Linked DNA regions of Mus musculus: regions 1 and 3 are each linked to region 2. The links are chromatin contacts, called in public Hi-C and promoter capture Hi-C maps. All regions are on one chromosome and are shown on one strand. Each heading gives the region's core, a stretch centred on a gene start, on an enhancer-like site or on the middle of the called end of the contact. The rest is flanking DNA. Distances are from core to core; before and after follow the strand shown.

The links. Promoter capture Hi-C pulls out the DNA fragments that hold promoters and counts their contacts. Hi-C and Micro-C count contacts between places; a contact is called where the count stands out from the background.
Region 1: a contact with region 2 is called in a promoter capture Hi-C map of frontonasal cranial neural crest. The contact joins the promoter of Phc1 here to the promoter of Fkbp4 in region 2. A contact is called at or near these places in 2 of 39 promoter capture datasets (cranial neural crest and frontonasal cranial neural crest).
Region 3: a Hi-C map of CD8 T cells shows a contact between it and region 2, with 5 times the contacts expected there. The contact joins the promoter of Strap here to the promoter of Fkbp4 in region 2. A contact is called at or near these places in 2 of 484 Hi-C or Micro-C datasets (CD4 T cells and CD8 T cells).

The regions. Positions count from the first base shown.
Region 1 is chr6:122,337,415-122,341,450 of GRCm38.p6, reverse strand. It overlaps Phc1 (polyhomeotic 1), which reads left to right and starts at 1,794. Exons shown (of 16, transcript NM_001355215.1): 1 at 1,794-1,853; 2 at 2,971-2,979. The coding sequence starts at 2,976.
Region 2 is chr6:128,436,301-128,440,195 of GRCm38.p6, reverse strand. Fkbp4 (FK506 binding protein 4) reads left to right here and starts at 1,540. Exons shown (of 10, transcript NM_010219.4): 1 at 1,540-1,790; 2 at 3,482-3,626. The coding sequence starts at 1,686. Gm10069 (predicted gene 10069) reads right to left here and starts at 1,439. Exons shown (of 5, transcript NR_028593.1): 1 at 809-1,439; 2 at 500-681.
Region 3 is chr6:137,733,352-137,737,752 of GRCm38.p6, reverse strand. Strap (serine/threonine kinase receptor associated protein) reads right to left here and starts at 2,671. Exons shown (of 10, transcript NM_011499.3): 1 at 2,287-2,671; 2 at 1,288-1,423. The coding sequence starts at 2,398.

The DNA of each region.
Region 1 (4,036 bases), core at 545-3,044, 6.1 Mb after region 2:
GGTATATAAATCTGAAAGTCATCTTTAGGTTGTTCTTTGATATTGAATACTGTTGAGGCTCAAAACGCCATTTGTAAGTCTCCGCAAGGAAGCTTTAACCTTGACCTGCCAAAGTTCTAGGTTTGAATGAAGTGGGTCCTGCTCCACCTGTTTTTTAACCACCAGATCTCCTTGCCAGAATGTTCCCATTCATCCCCAGCCAACACCTATCATCCTTGGCTCGGCAGCAAACCCTTTCACCTCTCCACACCCATGTTCCTGCCTCTCCAGTCCTTTGGCTGCCCTTTGGGATTTGCATACCCGTTTAACAGGTTCCTAGAAGCCTCCTAAAGATCTTACTTTACGGAGATCTGGCTATACCAATTAAGAGAGGGAGTTGAAACAAACACAAATGCATCAATTTATAATGAGAATGCCTCTCCCCCCCCCCCCCCCCTTAAATACAAATTAATTACACCTGGGTTTTCAATCTAGAGTGGGCTCAAGAAAACAACTAATTATGGCTGAGGTTAGCAAAAGATACAAATCCCAGCTATTATCACAAGGTAACACCCTACGGCAGGTAAAAGGTTAAGGAGAGCAGCTGTCTTTGCTAACAATGCTCTGGTTTAAAAAAAAAAAAAGCTTCCAAGAGTGGCCAGCACACAGTAGGTGTTCTAAGAGCTCTGAGAGACTGAGAATAATTAAATCCTGTTAAATTTGTGTTGCAAATAAAACGGGCCTCCCCCACCATATGCTCAGCCTTCCCAAAGGCAGCACCATTGTTCATCTCTTTACACCCCGCCTTTTCCATTGTTTTGGGCGTTGTGATTCTTTCACGTGTGCGTGTGACTTAAAGAGATTCCGAAGCACACAATCAACCCTGACGTCACAGACTTAAGTATTATTCAAAGCAAGTTGCTTCAGGTTCCTGCTTTTTAATGAACTGCTGCTTCTAACGGGTTCAGTTTCTGTGCGGCGTTGTTTCCCGCCTTCTTGGAGTTGGGGCGAGGGATTAAACACTCAGCATTCTCTCGCCGTTCCCTCTATCTCAAAGTTTTTCTTTTCTCCTCTTCCCTTCCCTTTGCTCTATTTCCTTTCACAGGCCGTCGTTTCTCAAGGGTCTTTGCTCCGCTTCCTCCCTCTGTGCCTGCTGGTCCCTTTGATCCTTTCTTTCGAGCCCCTATTCCCAGAAGCTGCAGAAAATACCTTCTTTTTTTCCCCCCCTTTCACGTCACTTCCCTCCCCTCTCCCCATCTCCCTCTCTTCTCCGAGGTGAGTCCCCCTCTAGAGGCCAGCGCTTTCTTAGACGTCTGCTTTCAGACGGCGAGCGGAATTCGAAGAGAGAGAAGGGGGGAAGAAAGGAGGAGAAAGAGAGCCAGAGCCAGGGGGAGAAAAGAAAAAGAAAAACAAACAAAAAAAACCCCACTCGGGCCTAGAGCGCGGAGGCCGGGGAGCAGCGTCGCCATGGCAACGGGCGCCGACAGGAAGCGAGGGACGCGCGCGAGGGCGGGCGCGGGGAGGGGGCGGGCCGGAGGAGGGGTCGGCTGCCCCGGAAGCACCTCCCCGCAGCCCCCTCCCCGCCGGCCCGCGGCCCCCCGGCCTCGGCCCCCCACCCTCGCGGCGGGGCAGGAAGTGACAGGCCCGCGCGAGCCCCCGGCCTGGCGGAGCCGCGGCGCGGCCAGCACCCGGACGGCGGGAGGGGCGGGGAGCGGCGGCCGCGCCGGGCACCTCCCACCGCGCCTGGGCCCCCGCCCCTCCAGGAAGGGGAGGAGGCGGCGCGCCGCCGCCGAGGCCGAGCGACCCCCCCCCCCTCCCCCGCCCCTGAGGTGGACGCCCCCCGCGAGGACTCGGGTGCGGAGCCGGGCGCGAAGGTAACCGGGCGGCCGCGGGCCGGGGAGGGGCCGCATCCCGGGGTCTCGGCGGCGCGGGGATGTTTCCTCAGCCACCTCGGCGTGTGCAACGCCCAGGTACCTCCCCCAGCCGCGCTCCTGCCTCCCGCTCTGCTGCGCTTTGCGGTGCTTGGGTGCTGCGCGTCCCGGTCTTCGTGCTTTGCGCTCGCTGTGCTCGGTGCTGTCTGTCCGTCACCTCGTTGCCTCTGACCGCTTCTCATTCATTTCTCCCTTCCCCGACTTTGGTCCTTCCATCCGAGCATGCTGTCTGGTTATCTCCCTGCTTCTCGCGCTCCGCCGGGCTCCCCGATCTCCCAGTTCCTCGACTTCTGTGCCTCCCCTGCTTGGCTCCCTACTATTAGAATATACATTTCCCTGCTTACCAAGTCCGCTCGCTTCGGGCACAGCACTGTATCCACCCCTTTCTCCTGGTGTGTTTGATTTCTCTTTGGAAATGCATTTTTTTTTTTTTAATCACGCTTCTGTGAAGAACAAGAACCCCTGGGAGTCTTTCCGAGGCGCCCCTCAACCCTTGCTTCTCACTCCATTCTTACTGCAACAGAGTTTTATACTCAAGGGTATTGACTTCTTCCAACACCTGACCCAATAGGCCCAGTAGTATGTCTACCTCAATATTAATTTCTAGTTCCTTCCCATCGGTGTGCGTCTTCCCCAGTTGAGTCCTTAAACACACCCACACCCAAAAGGTGGGAACGTTTAGGGTGGCCTTTGACTCTTAGTTTTAATTTTTGATTGAGTTTGCCACCTAAACGGTGTGCTCTCTTCACTTTCTATACTGAATCTGGAACTCACAACATTCATTGAAAAATGAGGATTTTAAGATAGATTTGTGTGCCTGCGAGGTTTTTGATGGCAGTTTCCCTGGTGAAAAGACTTTAAAATTGGCCCTCTCTGTTTCATTATCTGGGGGAAATGAGGGGGTCATCGAATTGATGAACGTGTTTTATATAAGGCTCTATTGCAAGTAACAGGGTCTTACGTCTCTGAGTGCAGTGAGATAACTCCAGTAATCTGTACAACTGTGCCATGCTGCCTCTAATCCTTACCCACTTTTTTTCCTTCACATGCTGATATTGAGGATTCATGGGTCTGTATCTGTTTAGTGCTTTGATATTTTGGCAAAAGATGTGGGGAGAAAGGTAGACTGAAGTTGATAGAATACCCTCTCTGTACCTCTTTCATTTTATCCGTGTGTGGAGTGGCATTTGTTCGGTCCCAGAGTTAAGTGATGTAGAGATGCTGGGAAGAGAATCCAGAGAAAACTCCACTTCAGGGGCCAAGGTTGAGACTTTTGACTTTTGTTTACTTGTTTGGGATTAATTCCTGAGATAAATCCATTCATCTAATGAAACTAGAGATAGCCCCTAGCAGAAATTATGGTCGGACTTTTATATTCCCAAGCCAAATAGTACTTGGGAGACCTGATAGTTCTAGTACCTCAGTGTATCAAAAATAAAGAATACACAGTGTAAGTTTAACGAAAGAATGAAAACTAAGGAGTAAAATGATGTCATTTTCAGCCGCTTTAGAAGAGTGTTTCTGCTTGCTTCTCTTGTTTCTTTTCCTTTTTTTGATATGTATTTTTCTTTTAATTTATTTTTTGCTGGTTTTAATGTAGCTGCCAGAGGGTAAATTCTTACACTTTAGTAAAGTTGAATTTTACTCGTCTCAGTTAGAATGCTACTTACTTGGGAGTATGTAACCTGTTCACTTTGTTGCCTTATTTGCTAATAGGGACACTGGAGTTATATAAGGAGAAGTAACAGCCCCGAGGCTTTAATTAGGAGCTTGGCGAGCAGCCAGTCAGCTACTTTGGATATTTGGGCAGTAGTCTAGCTCTGTGTCCCCAACATTTATCCACTTCCATGACCTGTCCACTCTGTCTACCTCGTCAGTGTCTCAGGACTCTCCTCCGTGAAATGAGGATAGGAAATGCTCACACCGAGTGACAGACACTGCTTTGATGACAGATTGTTGTTGTTTGCTTTTTTTGTTCTGGGAAGAGACAAAGTAGTGTAAAGACTCGATACACAGAAGATCCTTGTTCCCTCTATTATAAAATGGGGGCTGTGATATTTACCATACAGCACTATAAAAATAGCACAGGTGAAGGGTCTGTAGGGGCCAAGGAACGAAAGCAACTA
Region 2 (3,895 bases), core at 291-2,790:
CCACACACACACCCCACATATTCTCTGGCAGTGTCTCTAGCCACCTAACAAATCAGACCATGGTTAAACTCATGAGACTATAAATTGCTGGAAAGAGTAGCTTACTTCTACAACCCATTTGTTTGGTTCCATCAGAAGGGACTACAATAAAATACCTAATATACTTAAACCATCATAATAAGGGTTATTATTATTTCACTTCTTTGGGAGGGATAATAGGGCACAAGTGTGGATGTCAAAAGACAACTTTGAAGGGGTTTTCTCAATACTGTGGGTGTTAGGGATAAAACCCAGGTCTAAAGACTTTCAAAAGCACCAACATCCACTGAGCCATCTCGCAGGCACCATATAATAACTAGCTTATTGCCTACTTAAACGCCATCACTTGCGTTGGACCACGAACAGCACCATGCTGGGCACACAGAGACAAAAAGTTCATTACACTGGAATGAAAACTCGCAAAGCCAATAATACAATAGGCAGGTCTGATAGCACTCACCAGGCTGTATAACTGGGTACTAAACTGCTGGGCAGAGTCAGGACCTCTCCAGACAGATCTTCCATCAAGCCAGCACTGTTCCGGTAATCAGAACTTCATGGTTTTAGCCACACAGACTCAGAACTCCACAGGCATCTCATAGGAGCAGCGAGCAGGTTGAGAAAACCTTCCTTCCTATTCACCTTTAGTAAAGAGGGGGAAGGGGGAAAAAATTTTTTTTTCGCGTGAGCTGAAACCATTTTGTGTGCCAGTACTAACCAAAAAAGGCTGATTAGTATGGTGGGAGAAAAGGAATTTTAACACACGTACCTCCACTTACAAGTCTATGGCTCTTATAAATCTGCTCATGGCATTTTTGCGGTGGGCCTGCCAGGCTGCAGGGAGGGCAAAGTTGTGTCCGATCTGTGCACCTGGGCTGAAACTGTCCCTACGGGGCCCACACTTTCAATCCCTCGACCTCTCTTTCCCACACTGCTCAGGTGCCCACGCCTGGAACCATGGGCATCTGTGGCACAATCACGGGAGGCCGATCTTTGCCACTTCACATCTGACTGCCTGTCTCCAGCTATTCCGCTGTGGGCCTGGGTGAGCAGGGCCGGCCACGAGGCAGGCCCGGACTTGGGAGGCTCGCCACTTGGAGTCCTGAGGATAGAGAAGGATCTGGAAAAATCGCTTAGACGCGGGCAGAGGGGTGGGGTAAGGGTGGGGGTGGGGCGGAACGACATAGGGAAGATTGTGATCCCAGAGGTCCTGGTGTAGGAGGAGGGCACTCCTAGGGGCCATCAACCAGAAAAGCAAATCTTAACAAAAACGACACAAACAAACAAAAAAACCAAACCACTCCAGTACCCTCAGTCCAAGAGCCTCAACCCGTTTAACCGCTTCTCTAGAAAGTTCTCCGCTCCCGCCCCTTTGCAGCCCGCTCGTGCCGCTCCTCCCTGCCCCGCCCCCGAGGCGGAGGGGACCAATTGCAGGCCGGGCCGCGCCAGGCCCGCCCCTCGGCGTCACCCCACTCGGCCGCCGCCGGCGAGCGCGCGGATAGCCGGGTGCGCGAGCCTGGAGCGCGGTTCGAGGTGGGCAGCGCCGCCTTCCGCCGCACGCCGCCCCGTCGCTCACTCCGGTCGGCGGCCAGAGTGCCGTGCTCGCGCTTGCCACACTCTCGCAGCCAACGGTGCGCCCAGCGGCCATGACCGCCGAGGAGATGAAGGCGGCGGAGAACGGGGCGCAGTCGGCGCCCCTGCCTCTCGAAGGAGTGGACATCAGCCCCAAACAGGACGAGGGCGTGCTCAAGGTGAGGGGCCGCGGAGTCCTCGGCTGCAGGCTCATGGGCCTTGGGGGTACCGCGGCCGGAGGATGGGGGGGATTCGTCTTCCCTGCGCAGGCTGCAGCCCTGAAAACGGCACGGCGGCTGCACGCTCCGGAGGGTGCGGCCCGGGTCCGGGAAGAAGCCCCCACTGCAACGCCAACTCGATCCGGCTGCACTGTGCGGCTGAGAGGGGCGGAGCGGAGCGCGAGAGCCGCTGCCAGGGGGCCCGGGCGGGGTGCACGAGGCTCGGGCGCGCCGAGGGACTCAGGCCTCGCCTCCCGGGAACCCCTCGGCCGCAGCGTGCGCCGTCCACCTGGACGAAGGTGCGCCAGGGCTCGCCCACTTGAAAGTTAAACATTAGCTAGGACCTGAAACGGCTCCCGGGAGCAGGTTCCTGGCCCAAAGCCCTTTGTGCCTTTCTGCGCCCCTTTTGCAATCGCCGAGATCCAGCGAGGTCACGGGCTCGGCCATGCTGTGCCCCCTTTCTCGGCCCGGGGAGAGCGAGAGCGATGCATGCCGGGACCTGTAGTTCCTCGCCTGCCCCTCCTGAGTCTTTCTGAGTTGGGGGGTACTGGGTGCTGGCCATGGGGGGAGGTGCATTGCCTTAGAGCCAGCGGCTCACTAATCGCCTGACTGCAAATAGCCCGAGGAGCGAGGGGGAGGGCGCCCTGACCCGGGTCGGGACAATGGACGCCGTTTCAGAGCAGGTTCTGCCAGCAGTCCAGGACGGTGAAATCCTAACCTGCATTGCATGTCTCCCTGCATCCATTGTTTCTCCTCCGTGAGTCCCATTGCTCAGTTTCTAGTGTGTGTGGCTTGTGCAAACCAGAGACCTTAGGGAGCCTCGTTGGTCCAGAAATGCTCCTGGCTTTTTACCTCAACTCTTGCTGCTCCCCGTGAACATGTGGCCCTTTCTCCTTTGCGCTAGGTTCTGATTCCCAGACGGGGTCTGTTCCTCTTTTATCCTCCATTCCTTCGCGGGGCCCTGTACATTCTTATCAAGGAAGCCTTAGAGGATGGGTTCCATATCTACCTATTGGCTCTCCTATGGGGTCACCATATATAAGAATGTTAAGCAGAAATAGACGCCTGCCTATACACGCAGGAGAGATAAAGGACTCCTTGGCTTGCCAGACAGGTAGTTTCCCTTCCCACATGTAGTTTCCAGCGCCTGATACAGAGCCTTTGTGCTCGGCTGTAATCTGGTCCTTCCTTTTTCCCAGTTTTGAGGGGATCTTTTTCTTTTCATTACTCCTGTTCCTTTCTATTCAAACCAGACCCTGATCTGGTGATCCACTACTTTCTATCAGGTTTTTGTTTTTATTTTTGTTTTCCCCCAAACACCTCTGGAGGATAGGGGTTGTCCTCAATGCCTGACCGATAAGTTCTGGATAGTTTAGCAACTTGTCCAAAACCATAGACAAAACTTGAACCCAAATTATATGCAGTTCTCTAAAGCAAGACCTGGAGGGAGATGGCTAGGGAGGTTAGTTGAATCTAAGCTAATCACTGGTATCCATCATTTGAAGACTAAGCTCTCGGACCTGCTGAAAAGAAGCAGGGGGCAGTGGGTGCAGCCGAGTCCATCCAGTATGTGTCTTTGGGGGGCTTATGGGCAGTTGGGGCCCTTCTGCCCACATCCTTAGGTACTCACCTTCTCTTCCCCTCCCCCCCAGGTCATCAAGAGAGAGGGTACAGGCACAGAGACACCCATGATCGGGGACCGAGTCTTTGTCCACTACACTGGCTGGCTGCTAGATGGCACAAAGTTTGACTCCAGTCTGGACCGCAAGGACAAATTCTCCTTTGACCTGGGAAAAGGTAGGCTTGGTTAGTGGGTTGGCAGGATAGATAGGCTCCGAAGTTGATAGCAGCTGTCACAAGAAAAAGTGACGTTCCCAGCCAAGCTGGAGCTGGGCTCAGCACTGCTTACCTATGTTTCCAGCGACCAGAGATTGAGGCAAGCCTTGAGCCAGTAGTAGTTCAAGCCAGCCTTGGCAAAAAAGCACAAACTAGCCCTCACAAAAGAAAAGGCCACCAGAAGGAAGCTTAAGAAGGAATGGCCACAGCCGGGCGTGGTGGCGCACGCC
Region 3 (4,401 bases), core at 1,422-3,921, 9.3 Mb before region 2:
ATACAGAGAAACCCTGTCTCAAAAAAAAAAAACAAAAAACAAAAAACAAAAAACAAAAAAAAAAAGATGGCAACACATTGACAACTGCTCCAAAGTGTGAAATTCTTTTAAACAAGGAATCAATAAGGCCATTTTCACTCTCTAGGCTCTGGTCTACTAGCATATACAGCAGCTCTTAACACTGCCTTTGGGCCATCAAGATGCTTTTGTAGGCACACAAGCTGACAACCTGAACCAGAGCCCTCAACCCATACCCCCAAAATTGTCTTGACTTCCTCCACACAAACCCACACACACACAAGAGTAAATTAAAGTTACCTGCATTGATTTAAAAGCACACACAGGTTAGTAACTATACATCAAAAAGTATATAAAATATGACACATGCCTCAATGATTAAAGAGAATCATGTCAGTTTGATAATAGATGCAAAACCCAAAGTAAAAACAGGGAAAGTGTATTATGGCAATGGTTTAGTCCATCTCAGACTGTATCAAAAGACAAAGTGAACTGAGATGAGACGATGTATCCATTACTACAGTGACTGAAGACTCTGTATGTGTGTGTGTGTGTGTGTGTGTGTGTGTGTGTGTGTGTGTGTGTTCCAAAACTCAAGCCTGGCCAGTGTGATCCAGACCACCCTCCTGCCTGCTAAAGACAGTCTCTTGGCTGCCTTCTGATCATTTTGGCTCTTCCAGCACCAATTCTGCCTGCATGCTGCCATGCTTCCCACTATGATGATAATGACCTGAACTCTGAAACTGGAAGCCAGCCCCAGCTAAATCTCTAAGAGTTACCTTTACCTTGGTCATGTTGTACCTTCACAATAATAAAACCCAACTAAGAAAATGAGGATCTAATGAAAATTAAGAATCTTTCAGACAGCCATCTTTAAAACCATAGAAAACAGAAAGTAAATTTGAGGTCCGGTTTTAGATTATCTAGAGCCAGTAATAAAGCTGAGTGAAAAGGTGCCTGGAGACATCACTGTATAGCACTCACTAAGTGTTCAAGACTATCTGTGAAGGACATCAGCAGCACCCATTGTCCAAGCTGTATAGCTCACCACGTTCCTGGTCTCGATGAGAGAGACATCAGTCCTTGAAACATCTCAAGTCACAAGGATGCTCAGAGAGCCAGGACAGAATCGTGGTGAGATCAAACACCATGTACTGTCTATAGCATCCTCGGAGTCAGAACCTCATGTCTAACTGTGAAGTTGGAGAATCTGGCCATGTCACCACAAAATTCAAACAGAATGAAGTTAGCCATTTTTGTTACACTTACGCTGTGAAGTCTGCAGCTGCTGTCGCAGCTTTGGTGGCATCCTTATTCAATGTTGCACCCCAAACAGCACCTTTATGACCCAAAAATGTTCCAATCCAGTCTCCTGTATCTCCCTGGCGGAGCATGGGCTTGCCATCTAGAAAATATTTTCAGACATCTGTGATTTAGAAGCATGCAACGTAATACCAAATCCTGAGCAGCAAACTACTGGAAAACCGTTGTTCTGACTGCTCCCCCCTACTCCCATTAAGCCGTGGGGGCGTGGGGGAGGGTGTCCCCATCCTGGTCTGTGCATATGGTCTCAGTGACCTAGGGACTAAGGAGTTGTAGCCACTCTTCCTGGGAAGCATAAGCAATTTTGGGACCGAATGAGAGGCCTCCCTCATCACCTTTGCAAACTCGGATTACAAAGCAACTATAAAGACCTGGGAAACGCTCTTCCACAAGACCTGATTCCGATTCCCAGCGCCCACACGGAGGCTGACAACAGCCTCTAACTCCGGCTCTGGACAATCTGATGCCTTCCTCTTGGGGCACCCCTTCACACAGGTACAAGCATGCATAGAGACAACACAGGCACACATAAATAAAAACTTCTGAAAAACCGTGGGCTGGATGCCAGTGACATGCGGTGTCAAAACGATCTAGATAGCCGCTTTTTACTTTGGACCACATAAACCTAACGTACACTTTCGTCGGGGAAAAAAAAAAATGAGGCTCACACCACAAAGGATGAAACAATGAGTGAGAGGACATAAAGGGCACTCCTCTCGGCCTGGCCTAATTTCTTCTTCCCGTAAATCCTTGGCAAACACAATGTAGTTGTGTGGGTAGAAAGGCGAGGTGTTGGGGAGCACTAACAACGGTGGGGAGGAGGGACGCATAAAGCCCGGCCAGGGGCGACCCTCTAGTCCCAGCAGCGCGATGGCTGTCGCTGGCAGCCACGACCCACCCACCCGTCGGCACTCGGGAGCCGCGGCCGTCGCGGGCTCAGCTCACCTTTGCAAGCGCTGATCAGAAAGTAGCCGTAAGGCGTGATGCCGCTGAAGGCCAAATCCACCACGGGCCGCGTGTGGCCCGAGCAAGTGAGCGGCGTCTGCCTCATGGCCATGGCGGCGGCGAGCGCGGTGACGCGGAGCGGGGACCGAGGGTCGCGGTCGTCCTCCTTCTCTGCCGCGGCGCCTCAGGCTGCTTGAGGCCCCCGCACTCACGCCGAAGGAGGCCGGCTCCAGAGTCCCCGCGACTCGCGGCCGCCAAGGGAGGGACAGGGAGGGAGGGAGGAGGGGAGGGGAGCGCCGGAGAGCCGGCCTGCCGCCACTCACGGTCCCTACCGGTAGCGGCAGGACGTGACGTCGCCCGACGCGTCGCGTCAGCCGGAAGTGACGACTGGCGGGAAGGCGGTAGTTCCCAGCAGCAGCGCGAGAAGCAGTGTGCGCAGGCGCGAGCTCGGAGACCGAACCCATGCTGCTCTGACGACGTCAAGCGCGCGGCGTCCCGTTGCTACCCAGTGTTGGGAGCCGCCGAGTCCGTCCCTTGTAGGATGCTGTTGTAGAGTTGTAACCTTCTCATTGCTAAGCTACAGACACACTTTTCCATAATCATCTCACATCTAACTGCCTACCCAGTAGCAACCATTCTGTCGCTCTCCTTCCCACCCCCCTCCCGGCATACACCGTCACAACTCACAAACAGTAATGACTTCCCTAATAGAGTGGTTATGCTAACAACATTTATATCCTGGTGACAGATAAGTGACTGGCGTTTAGTGGATGGCCAGCAAATGCTTATTTGCAAGTGGGAAATATTCACTTAGTGCTCAGCAAGGATCCGTGACAACCTAACTGATAAGGGCTCTTTCAGTGGCTCTAGCAACTATCACTGCGGCTGGGGAGGGAGAGACCCCAGTCTACTGGGCTAAAGTTCTTGCCATGTAAGCATGAAGTGTGATACCCAGTACCGACAAAAAAAAAAAAAAAGCTATACATGGTGTGATACATGCTTGGAATGCAGCACTGAAAAGATACCAATCCCTGCCAGCCAGCATAGCAATCAGTGAGTTCCAAGTATGAGTGAAAAACATCTCAAAAACAAAAGAGTGTAGATGCATCTGGACCAGTGAGCCATTCTTCACTGAGAGGCTCCTGAGAGGAGGGACCGAACGGATCAGAAATAAAGAAGACAGGAAAGTTGGGGTCAGGAGGTTTTCCCTAAAACTATGTCTTATGCTAAGCTAATTTATTAAGATGTACAGCATCTTATATACTGTTTGTATGGGGAAAATGGAACAGAAAAACCTATCATACAGTGGGACGAAGTCATCAGAAAGCTAACCAAGCAGTGTTGCACAAAAGGAACACAGAATACTTCATGTGTGCCACAGACCAAGCACACACTGGCCTGGGACTGACTACTCCAGTCTCTTTAGGAGGAAAAGTCACGTTCTCACAGACTGAAATCTTAACTCTGGGGGGCCTGGTTCCAGACTTTGCTATGTCTGACCCTGGTCAAAGGCATAGAGTTGGTATCCCCTTTCCCCTTTCTGAAAGCCTCTTGTATCAGCCTGGAACCTAACAGTGAATGGCTCCTGGGGCTCCTAAGACTGACTTCTGCCTACCACACATGCACACACTACTTTTAAAGTGCATATCAAGCATATGTTGGCATTATAATAGACACTGTAGAAGTGACACAAATCCTCTCTACATGAAGAGATCTATGGGTGGCAAAAATGCTCTGTAGATCACTGTGAAAGAAATTCCACAAATAGGCTATCTGAAAATAAATGAAGGTGGATGCCTACTTCATGATAGATAAACTATTCACACACCATGATTATTAATTTGGGATCTTATTATGCTCATTGTTAATCATACCTTTGGGATTTGGTCATCTGTTAGGGCTTCTTTAAAGCCCTATTTTATTCTGCTTTTATTTTTTTTTCTTGATATATAGTCATTGTTCACGGTTACGGAATAGAGTAGTATTTTGATGATTGCAGATCAAATCAAGGTGCTAAGCATAGCCATTACCTCTAAGGCTGTGACTCTAGTGTCTCCTGGGGGGTTTGTTGTAACGGAAGGTTCTGTCTGCAGGTGAGAGTACAGGGAAGCAGGA